Regions from separate parts of the Drosophila melanogaster genome. Here region 2 is linked to region 1. A link is a contact called in public Hi-C data. All regions are on one chromosome and are shown on one strand. The core of a region is the stretch at or near the end of the contact, and the rest is flanking DNA. Distances in the headings are between cores, read along the strand shown. Region 1 holds the start of CG31805. Region 2 holds the start of Top3alpha (Topoisomerase 3alpha).

The links. A called contact is a pair of places that touch in the nucleus more often than the background predicts.
Region 2: a contact with region 1 is called in a Hi-C map of the Kc167 cell line, with 2.6 times the contacts expected there. The contact joins the promoter of Top3alpha here to the promoter of CG31805 in region 1. A contact is called at or near these places in 12 of 107 Hi-C or Micro-C datasets (the D17-c3 cell line, the Kc167 cell line, the S2 cell line and 4 more).

The regions. Positions count from the first base shown.
Region 1 is chr2L:16,898,062-16,902,419 of dm6, reverse strand. CG31805 reads left to right here and starts at 1,947. Exons shown (of 5, transcript NM_165201.3): 1 at 1,947-2,066; 2 at 2,121-2,319; 3 at 2,378-3,674; 4 at 3,742-3,979; 5 at 4,043-4,245. The coding sequence starts at 2,001. The coding sequence ends at 4,054. It overlaps tweek (tweek,), which reads right to left. Exons shown (of 24, transcript NM_001299074.1): 9 at 4,352-4,358. It overlaps CG12288, which reads left to right and starts at 202. Exons shown (of 3, transcript NM_135978.2): 1 at 202-692; 2 at 756-1,139; 3 at 1,199-1,885. The coding sequence starts at 269. The coding sequence ends at 1,698.
Region 2 is chr2L:19,495,924-19,500,281 of dm6, reverse strand. It overlaps Top3alpha (Topoisomerase 3alpha), which reads right to left and starts at 2,114. Exons shown (of 4, transcript NM_078878.3): 1 at 1,889-2,114; 2 at 1,189-1,822; 3 at 675-1,136; 4 at 1-616. The coding sequence starts at 2,044. swm (second mitotic wave missing) reads right to left here. Exons shown (of 6, transcript NM_001273657.1): 4 at 3,413-4,358; 5 at 3,193-3,321; 6 at 2,304-3,122. The coding sequence ends at 2,898.

The DNA.
Region 1 (4,358 bases), core at 698-3,197:
ATATGCAGACAACATAAATATCCAAAAATAGGTTTTTTAAGAAATAATTCAAAAATTCTTAAATTTAATTTTAATTTGCATTACATTTTTTCAAATGTTTGTGATTTAAATAATAAAAACGGTATATTCGGTATATATTTTATCTTGAACATTTCAGTATTTTTATTTTGAACGCATGGTATTTTTAACGGTCAAGGGCGGGCACACTTTTGGGCCACCACACGTGTAGAAAAAACATATTATTGATAAAGTGCTAATTTGTGCAAGAATGAAAACACCAAAAGCGAAAGAATCAGAAAAGGCTGAATTAAAGCCGATTAAAAAAGAGCCAGGCGTCGTGGAGGATGGTAAAGTGACAAAGAAATCAAAGACGAAGCCCAAAAAGAAGACGGTTAAAGTGCCAAAAGATGAAGTAAAGGCCGCTGTCCAGGAAAGTCCCAAAAAATTGTCCGCCAAAGACCTGGCCAAGATCGAAAAAAAGAAGGCCAAGAAGCAGGCACAGAAGCTGAAGAAGCAGCAAAACAAACTGGCGCCCAAGGAGATCAAAACGGAACCAGAAGCGCAGGTTAAAGTCGAAAGTAAGGCCACCAAAAAGGAAAAAGTGGAGAAGGAACCAACGACTGCTCCAAATGAAAAACCAAAAGGAAAAGTGTCTAAAAAAGCCAAAGCCAATGCCAATAACAAGGACGAAGGTAAGGTTAACAAAAAACCATATTCCCATAGATTCATCAATTTCCATCATTTTCATCCCACAGAAGGAGTTAAGCGGATCCGCAATCCTGCAGAAGAGGCGTCCACCGTTTTCGTGGGGAATTTGCCAATCAACACCAAACGTGTACAGCTGGTGAAATTGTTCCAGCCATATGGGTTGGTTCAATCCATCCGGCTGCGCACCGCCGGTGGTAAGCAGCTTTTCAAGCACAAACAGCGCAAGGTAGCCGGCTCCCTGAACGCCTACGTGGTGCTCGAGAAACCCGAGATTGCCCAGCAAGCGCTGGCTCTTAATGGCTCCGAGTTCAAGGAAAATCACCTGCGGGTGACTCCCGCGTCTATGGCGGAGAAATTCGGCCAGGCAAAGGATAAGCAGCCCAGTGACAAGGATGCCAAGCGAACCATTTTCGTTGGCAGCCTAAAGTACTGTAAGTAAAGCAGTAAGTAGTTTTAACTAAATGCTAACATCATGTGCTACACATTCCAGCGGCCACCGAGGAGCAGCTGCGAGAGATCTTCTCCAGTTGCGGCGAAATAGACTACATTCGCTGCCTGCAGGATGGCGACAAGGGCTGCAAAGGAGTAGCATACGTCTGTTTCCAAAAGCCCGATGCTGTGGGACTAGCTCTTGAACTTAATCAGACGCTTCTAGATGATAGGCCTATCAACGTGGAGCGCTATCAAGTCAAAAAACTGGGTGCCAAGCAAGTGCGCGATGCTGCCGCCGCCTCAGCTGCTTCGAAAACGTCCTCAAAGACCAAAGCTAAGAACCAGAATTCTGCGGGCGCAAAAAAAAGGCTAGACAAGAAGAAGGGCAAGGAGAACGGTAGTTTGAAAAAAGAAGGAGCACCTACTGGTCAAAAGAAGAAGTCAGAGTACCGGGGCGTCAAAGTCGACGGCATCAAGAAGGCTAAGAAGCCTAAAAAGAAAAGCAATGACCAACAAACGGCTCTTGCCAAAAAAATAGCACCCAAGCAAAAGAGTTAATATACATTTAGACTAGGCATAAGGTTTGAAATAAGTTGAAACTCAATTCAATGAGATTCGTTTGACTTTCTGTTACGAAGTTAACCACCGGATCAGTTTCCGTAGCGGACACTAGATTGATTATGTTGACCAAGTAATCGTTGAAAGATTACTCAGAGAACAACTTAAAAATAAAATGCAAAATTTTAAACAATGTGTATTGTGTATTAAAATAAGTTAATTAAATAGAGGGGGTTTTGACAAAAGCAGCTGTCAACAAGGCTTTGAAATAATTCTCAGTCAAAGACTACATCTAAAATAAAATGTTTCTGCTTGGGATCTGCTTTATTTGCAGTCTTAACCCTTTAGTGCTAAATGCATTTCCTGTGGTAAGTTTATTGTTAAATGTCTTTTTTTGAGAGATTGTGCAATCGGTGCTCTAGGAATCCCAGGCCGATTCCAAGGATTTGAGTGTCCTGAATGCTCCCTTGACCGATCCTGCCGACTATCCCGACCTCACAAATGGTCTTACCGATGCGGAGGTACAGGAGAGCCTCAAGGATCTAACCTTAGATGATCTTAACTCCTTGAACAAGCTACTTGATGAGCGCCTTGGCCGAGATGAAGATGTCGACTCTGACGGTAAGTTATCACTGTAGATGATCTCTCATTGTCACCGGCTGAAACTTTTCAAAGAAAGCGAGTCTAACAACACATGGTAGACAAGCGATGGCCAATATACGCAAGCAGGACTTTCAGTCCATGGAAGTAGGTCTCGATGATAACTGCCGGGATGAGGAGGATTCCGATGAAACGAAGCCTAATTTGTGCACAAAGAGACCCACTTGCCCGACTACCAAGCGTTGCTCAAGGAAAAGCACTTGTGTGCCGAAAACCACTCGAATGTGCTCAACTAAAAGCGCCTACGATAGTTGCAAGCCAAAATCCGGTGGCTTTATGGACGACGATCTTATAAGCGAAACTACCAAATCTCCGAAGCCAAAGAACAAAAAGTGCAAGAAACCTAAGGATGACTTCGAATGCGAGGCAGATGACTTTCTGTGCCAGGCCAGCAGGCGATCAAGGGGCAAGGAAAGTAGAAACACACTTTTGGATGAAGAATATATTCCAGGGCGGCCGTTGACTGGAAATGCGCAGCTGGGTGATGAGCTCACATCAGCATTAAATGATCAAGGTGAACCATTGAATGATGCACAAATGGAACTATCAAACTCCGAGTTTGACAACAACTTAGGCCTAGAAAATCCAGATAGTTTGGAGCAAGGTCAGCCTTTTGACTTAGGAAAGGATAGCAAGATTAATACAGAGCAGAAACATCAAACTAATTTAAAAAACGAGTATAGTCGTGAAAATCTTATGCAGGATTACCCCAAAAACTTGAAGCACGAACCTTCAGGCCAATTGAAAGAAGAAGATCAGGCCAACTTGGATCAGAACTATAATGCTAAGATTGATCAAGAACAATCTACTGGCTTAGAGCTAAAAAGCCAGTCCACTTTGGATCAAGAAGATCAGTTTAATTTAAACAAGGAATATCAGCCAAACTTAGATTTTACCAATCCGGTTAATTTCGAGCAGGAGCATCAGTCTAATTTCGATTCAGAATATCAGAACAACTTTCAAAAAGATCATCTGACCAACTGGGAGAAAGAACATCTGGCAAACTTCGATGCTGGACAATCAGCTAGTTTGCATCAAGGTGAACAGCAGTTCAATCGGAATCAGAAGGCACCTAATGTGGAGGGAGTCGACAGGAGTCGACAAAACGAACCGATAGCGAATGAAGCAGATCCGCTTGATCCTAACGATCGGCATCAGTCCTCCAGGACCTCACTTCGTAAGAGAGAACAAACAGAGAAGCAATTTGAGGAGCACATGCCCAATGAAGATGATAATAAACAGGCGAGTATCAAGGATGAGCTGATGCCACTTAACACTGATCTGCCCAAGCAGGAACATCTCTTCGATAGCGAAAGGTAAGATAACTACGATTTTGTTGTTTCATTACCATCACATCATCACATAATCAATTTCTTGCTCAAGTTTTATTGCCAATAATGCTCGGGATCCACCTCGTTATTTGATTCAAATGCAAGACGACTATATACAAAGTGAAAATGATAGTGGCGAGCGTCGATTGCTTGAGGATCGAAGGGAAAGCGAGGCGTTAAACATGGACAAACTCACCGAGGAGGAGCCCAGAACAATGGAGGAATTCCATTTGGATTCCGAGTACAGGAGGAAAAAGCGCGAGAATAAGAATACTGATGACTCTCCCGAGGTGAGTGGGCAACCACACACCTCAATATAGAATATACATTTCTATGCAATTAGAACTCCAAAGAAACATATATAAAGATGCTGATGGACTCTTTTCCGCGGGATCAGGGTGGCCGGATCAACGCTCATGCGGCATTGAGGCAGTCCAATCTCGCCCATTTACGCATCAAGCGAAGTTGAATTATATATGTATATTCAACGCTATACTTGATAATTTCCATTATATATATATTTTATATGCACCCATAAAATGATAATCAAACTGCGATTTTGTTGTTCCTACGATTTGTAATTGCCAGCAAATGGCTCTTGTTTAAATATTATGCTGGTAATGAAATTGAAATGAAATTATCGTATCATCATTTCCACTTACCTTTGTA
Region 2 (4,358 bases), core at 865-3,364, 2.6 Mb before region 1:
TTGGCGTCCATGGCGGTAATCTTATCGGTAATCTGCTGATAGGCCTGCTTGTACTTGGCTATCTGTTCGGTCAGGACCACCTTGGGATCTTTCTGCCCCTGGCAAATTAGTTTCAGATCCAATTCAAACTCAGCACGAAGTTGTGGCTTGGCAAGGGCCAGCTCCATGGCATCGTATCCCTCATACAGTCCCATTCCAATAACTCCAGGTACCAAAAAGCCCTTATCCAGCACTCCGATGTATCCGCGTTCCTTGATCGTGTTTATGTGCTCAGCGTGCGTGGCATCTGTACCAATCCCATGCTTTTCCATCAGTGCAATCAAATCCGCTTCGGTCAGCAGGGGCGGGGCAGTGGTGGCACCTTCGTGGAGCGACACTTCCGTGGGCTCAAAACGCTGCCCGTTTTCATAGTGATGGATCTGCTTGGCACTCCACTTGTCATAAACATAAACATCTAGGTAGTTTCGTTCGTGAATAACCAGACCATTGGCCGTGAACTTCTCACCGGCAATGTCGATATGGACAAGGGTTTCGGAGCCGACTGCATCTTTGCTGACGCAGGCGAGGAAGTGCCGGACGACCAGTTCGTACACTCGCGCCTCGTTTCCCTGCAGGTCTTTAGGAGAAAGGGGTATGTTATGTTCGGTTTTAGATTAAAATAAAGATTCCCTTACTTTCTGCCAGCTTGGTGGGATGAATTGGAGGATGGGCCTGATCCGATTTGTTACCGTTTCGAGGATTTGGTCCCCACTCAATCACCCGCTGGGCAAATGCTCCCCAGTCGCGGTGACCCGTTTGCATCTCAACTAGTGGTGCCAGAGCGAACTCCTTGGAGAACTGGTTGGTTTCCGTACGGGGATAGCTGATGAAACCCTTGGTATATAATTTTTCGGCTATTGTCATCGTCTCCTTGGCAGATAGCTTGAGTTTCCTCGAGCCAAGCTTCTCCATTTCCACGGTATCCAGCGGAGTTGGGCGCCATTTGTGTTTGGGCTTAACGGTGACGCTCTCCACGAGCGCTCTAGGATCGGGTTCGGCCAGGCAGAGGAGCAAATAGTTTTCACAAGCTTCCTTATCGAAGAGTCGGTTTCGGGCCCAATTAAACTCCACCGTCAAGTCATCAATTGTGTGCAGAACTAGAAATACAATATTTATAGCTTTCCAATGCGTACTGCATCCTCCTCCTACCCTTAATCTTCCAAAATGGCTCGGATACGAAGGCCTCAATCTCCTTGTACCGTTCGGCGACGAATCCCAGGGTGGGAATTTGGCAGCTTCCATAGGATATGAGCTTATCAGCTATCTTTTCGGGGAACAGACGTTGTAGGCGCATTGTCTGAAACCGGGTGATGGCGGCACCAGTTCGCAAATCCAGTTCCGTGCGCACATCCACTGCATCGCTCTGCCTTTTGTCCGGCTGCCCCAATTGCTGCAGAGCCCGACGCACCGCCACCGTGGTAATCTCCGAGAAAGTGGCACGATAAACCGAAATATTCGGTTTGATAGCGCGACACACATCAATAATCTCGTAGCCAATGTTCTCGCCCTCGCGATCGCAATCCGTCCAGATAATCAATCCCTGACAGCCGCGCACCTCGCGTTCCAAGGTCCTTTTGATAGGCTCATAATCCGAGCCCACGCCCTTTTTCACCGGCGCGTCGAATAAAGAGCGCGGATCCACCGTTCTCCAATTTTTGTAAGACACCTGGAATGCCAGCTGCATCATGTGGCCGGATACGGAGGTCATAACCATTTTGGCATTCTGACCGCGCACAGGGGCCTCGAAATCGAAGACCTTGTTGTACACCGAGTAGCCTTCGCGCTGTGGGCAGGAAAACAAATAAGTTGTGTTTGCATCCTACAATTCCCACCAAATTGAATAGCATACCCTTTGTGCTGCGCCATTTGACAGCAGGCCGGCAATCGTTTTGGCGGCGTCGTTCTTCTCAGCCACGTTTAAGTACTTCATTGCCTGGCCGGGATTAGCGCAATATCTTCTGTGTGAGGCGACGACGGGGCGAAAACATGTTAAGACAGCTTTCATTCAAATAAATTCGCAGTAGAGTAAAAACAAACTTTTGATCGCGCCATATGAAGAGGAAGAACATCGATGAATTTATCGAAGTTTTTTCTTCGGTCATCGATTTCTTGGCAGCGCAGCTGTCAATCCAGCTGGTAACACCGATAAAAAGTGGCGCGCCTTTTGAAAAAATTGAATTTAGAAGTAACACCACCAATCAAATAGCAATTTTTCTCTGTTGGTATGACTGCCACCCTTTAACCAAAAATAGACATTGTTTCTCCTGAAATACGAAACTATTTTATTTATTATATCTCTCTATATAACTTGCTGTTTTGCATTCACGTTGCTACGATTTTTTTCTTTTTTTGACTTTCATTGCGCTTGTTTTTGGGGATTTTTTCTTTGCAATTTTTTTGTTCTTTTAGTGTTTTATCGTTTTAACTCAACATAAAATCTTAACAATTATATATCCGCGTATATATATTTGTATATAAGAAAAGGATAGAGTGAAAAATGTGTAAATACAAAGGTAGTTCACGATCTTTAACCAATGTTTTGTCTCGCGCTTTTTCGCATCGAGCCTTGGAGTTTGGTTGCATTTCGCTGTTGAAGTTGTAGTTTCAGTGTTGTTATTTCGGACTTAGGCTTAGCTAAACTCATTCGTATTTTTAGGCGATTCATAACTTATGTTCAGTAAAATATTAGTAATATTTAGAGCGTTTAATTGAAGTGTGCAAAGTGTTCGTTCATTCTCAGCACTGCCACACACTCAGCAGTTAGATATAGAATAACAACAAATACATGTTAAGGGTTTCCTAACACTTGTGAGCCCCACGGAACTTTCCCGGCCGCCTCAACAGCGGAGGGCGATGGATCAACGACGCCAGGAGCGATCCTCGGACTCCTCATCCTCCTCCTCATCTTCCAGGCGCAGCTCCGGCAGCGTGTCGCTGCCTAACAGACTCTCGCTCTCACTGACGGACTGGATTAATTGTTTGGGGTTCTCTAGGCTAACGGACATGTCACCTGGTGCAGCGGACTTCTCAACAGGGGCGGCCATTGGAGCTGGAGCGGGAGTCACCACGGGAGCCCACGAGATCTGTGGTTGTACAAAGAGTTAATATGCTGCCGAATTCGCACGGCAGAGGCAGCCTTTGTCGTTCACTCACCTGCAGGCGCTTGTCTTTGTACATTTTGCCCCGGAGCACAGCCTGTTCGGCGTTGAGACGGGTTGCGTATGAGAGTATTAACTGTGGAATCTCACGGTCTACATCATGCTTAGAAATCTCGCCGAAGTTCTGTGAAAAGACACGAAAAATACATGTTCATTGCAATCCAAAACCAAAAATATCAAACAATCTCATTTTGAGAACTCGGCATTAGGCTTACCTTAAAGTGCCCGAGGACAAAGTCTGCCTCTTCGGCCGCAAAGCCAGTGACCACGATGGCCTTTGGCCGCCTGTCGACACGAGTGGGTCCCTCCGGCAGATTCGGACGCTTGCGTCCTGCACCGCCACCGGGTGCCCCGGAAGCAGGTGCATAGTGGGTAGACTTGTTATTCGCAGCTGAGCCAACACCAAGATTGCGCTGTAACTCCTCCAATCGCTTCTGAATGGCTGTAGTGTCGTTGCCCTCCTGTTGCTGGGCGATTAGCTCCAGTTCCATGTCAAGCAATTCCTTCTTCTGCTGCTCCTTGGTCTTCTTGACGGGCGGCTGTTGCTGCTGCTGTTGTTGCTGCATTTGTGCTTGCAACTGATCCTGGTCGGCCTTGATTTCCTTTCGTAGTTTGTCGATTGTCATCTGCAGCACCTTTATTGTCTGCAGAGTAGGGGCCCTCTGAGGATCCTGCTGGTCCATTCGCTCCACCAGTTCCAGAGCAGTCTTCATCTGCTTCATATAGCTCTGGAGCAATTCTTGTTTGCGTTTGCGCAACCCGTTAGCCAGTTGGTGAACTGCTTTCTGCTGCTCCTCCTGCTTCTTGCGTATGCTAGCGGCATTGGCGGCAGGGTTCAAAGGACGACCTGATCCCGGTGCTCCCGCACCAGCTGCTCCTCCAGCTGAGCCGCCAGCTGTCGTTGTATTTAGCTTGAGACGCATTGATGCCGGAGCCGCTGTGTTGGCCTGTTCCGTGGCAGGGGTGCCAATGTTACCAGCTCCCGCCTCAGTCAGAGGATTGGCATTGCTGATCTTCGCACCATCCGCATTGGGTGTTGGCACTGCCGGAACGTTATGCAGATGGTACTGGCTGGCGTTCTTCCGTCCACCGCCTCCTCCACCGCCGCCCATCTGGTTCATCTGTCCCACATCCGCTCCGCTGCTGTCGTTATGCCAGAAG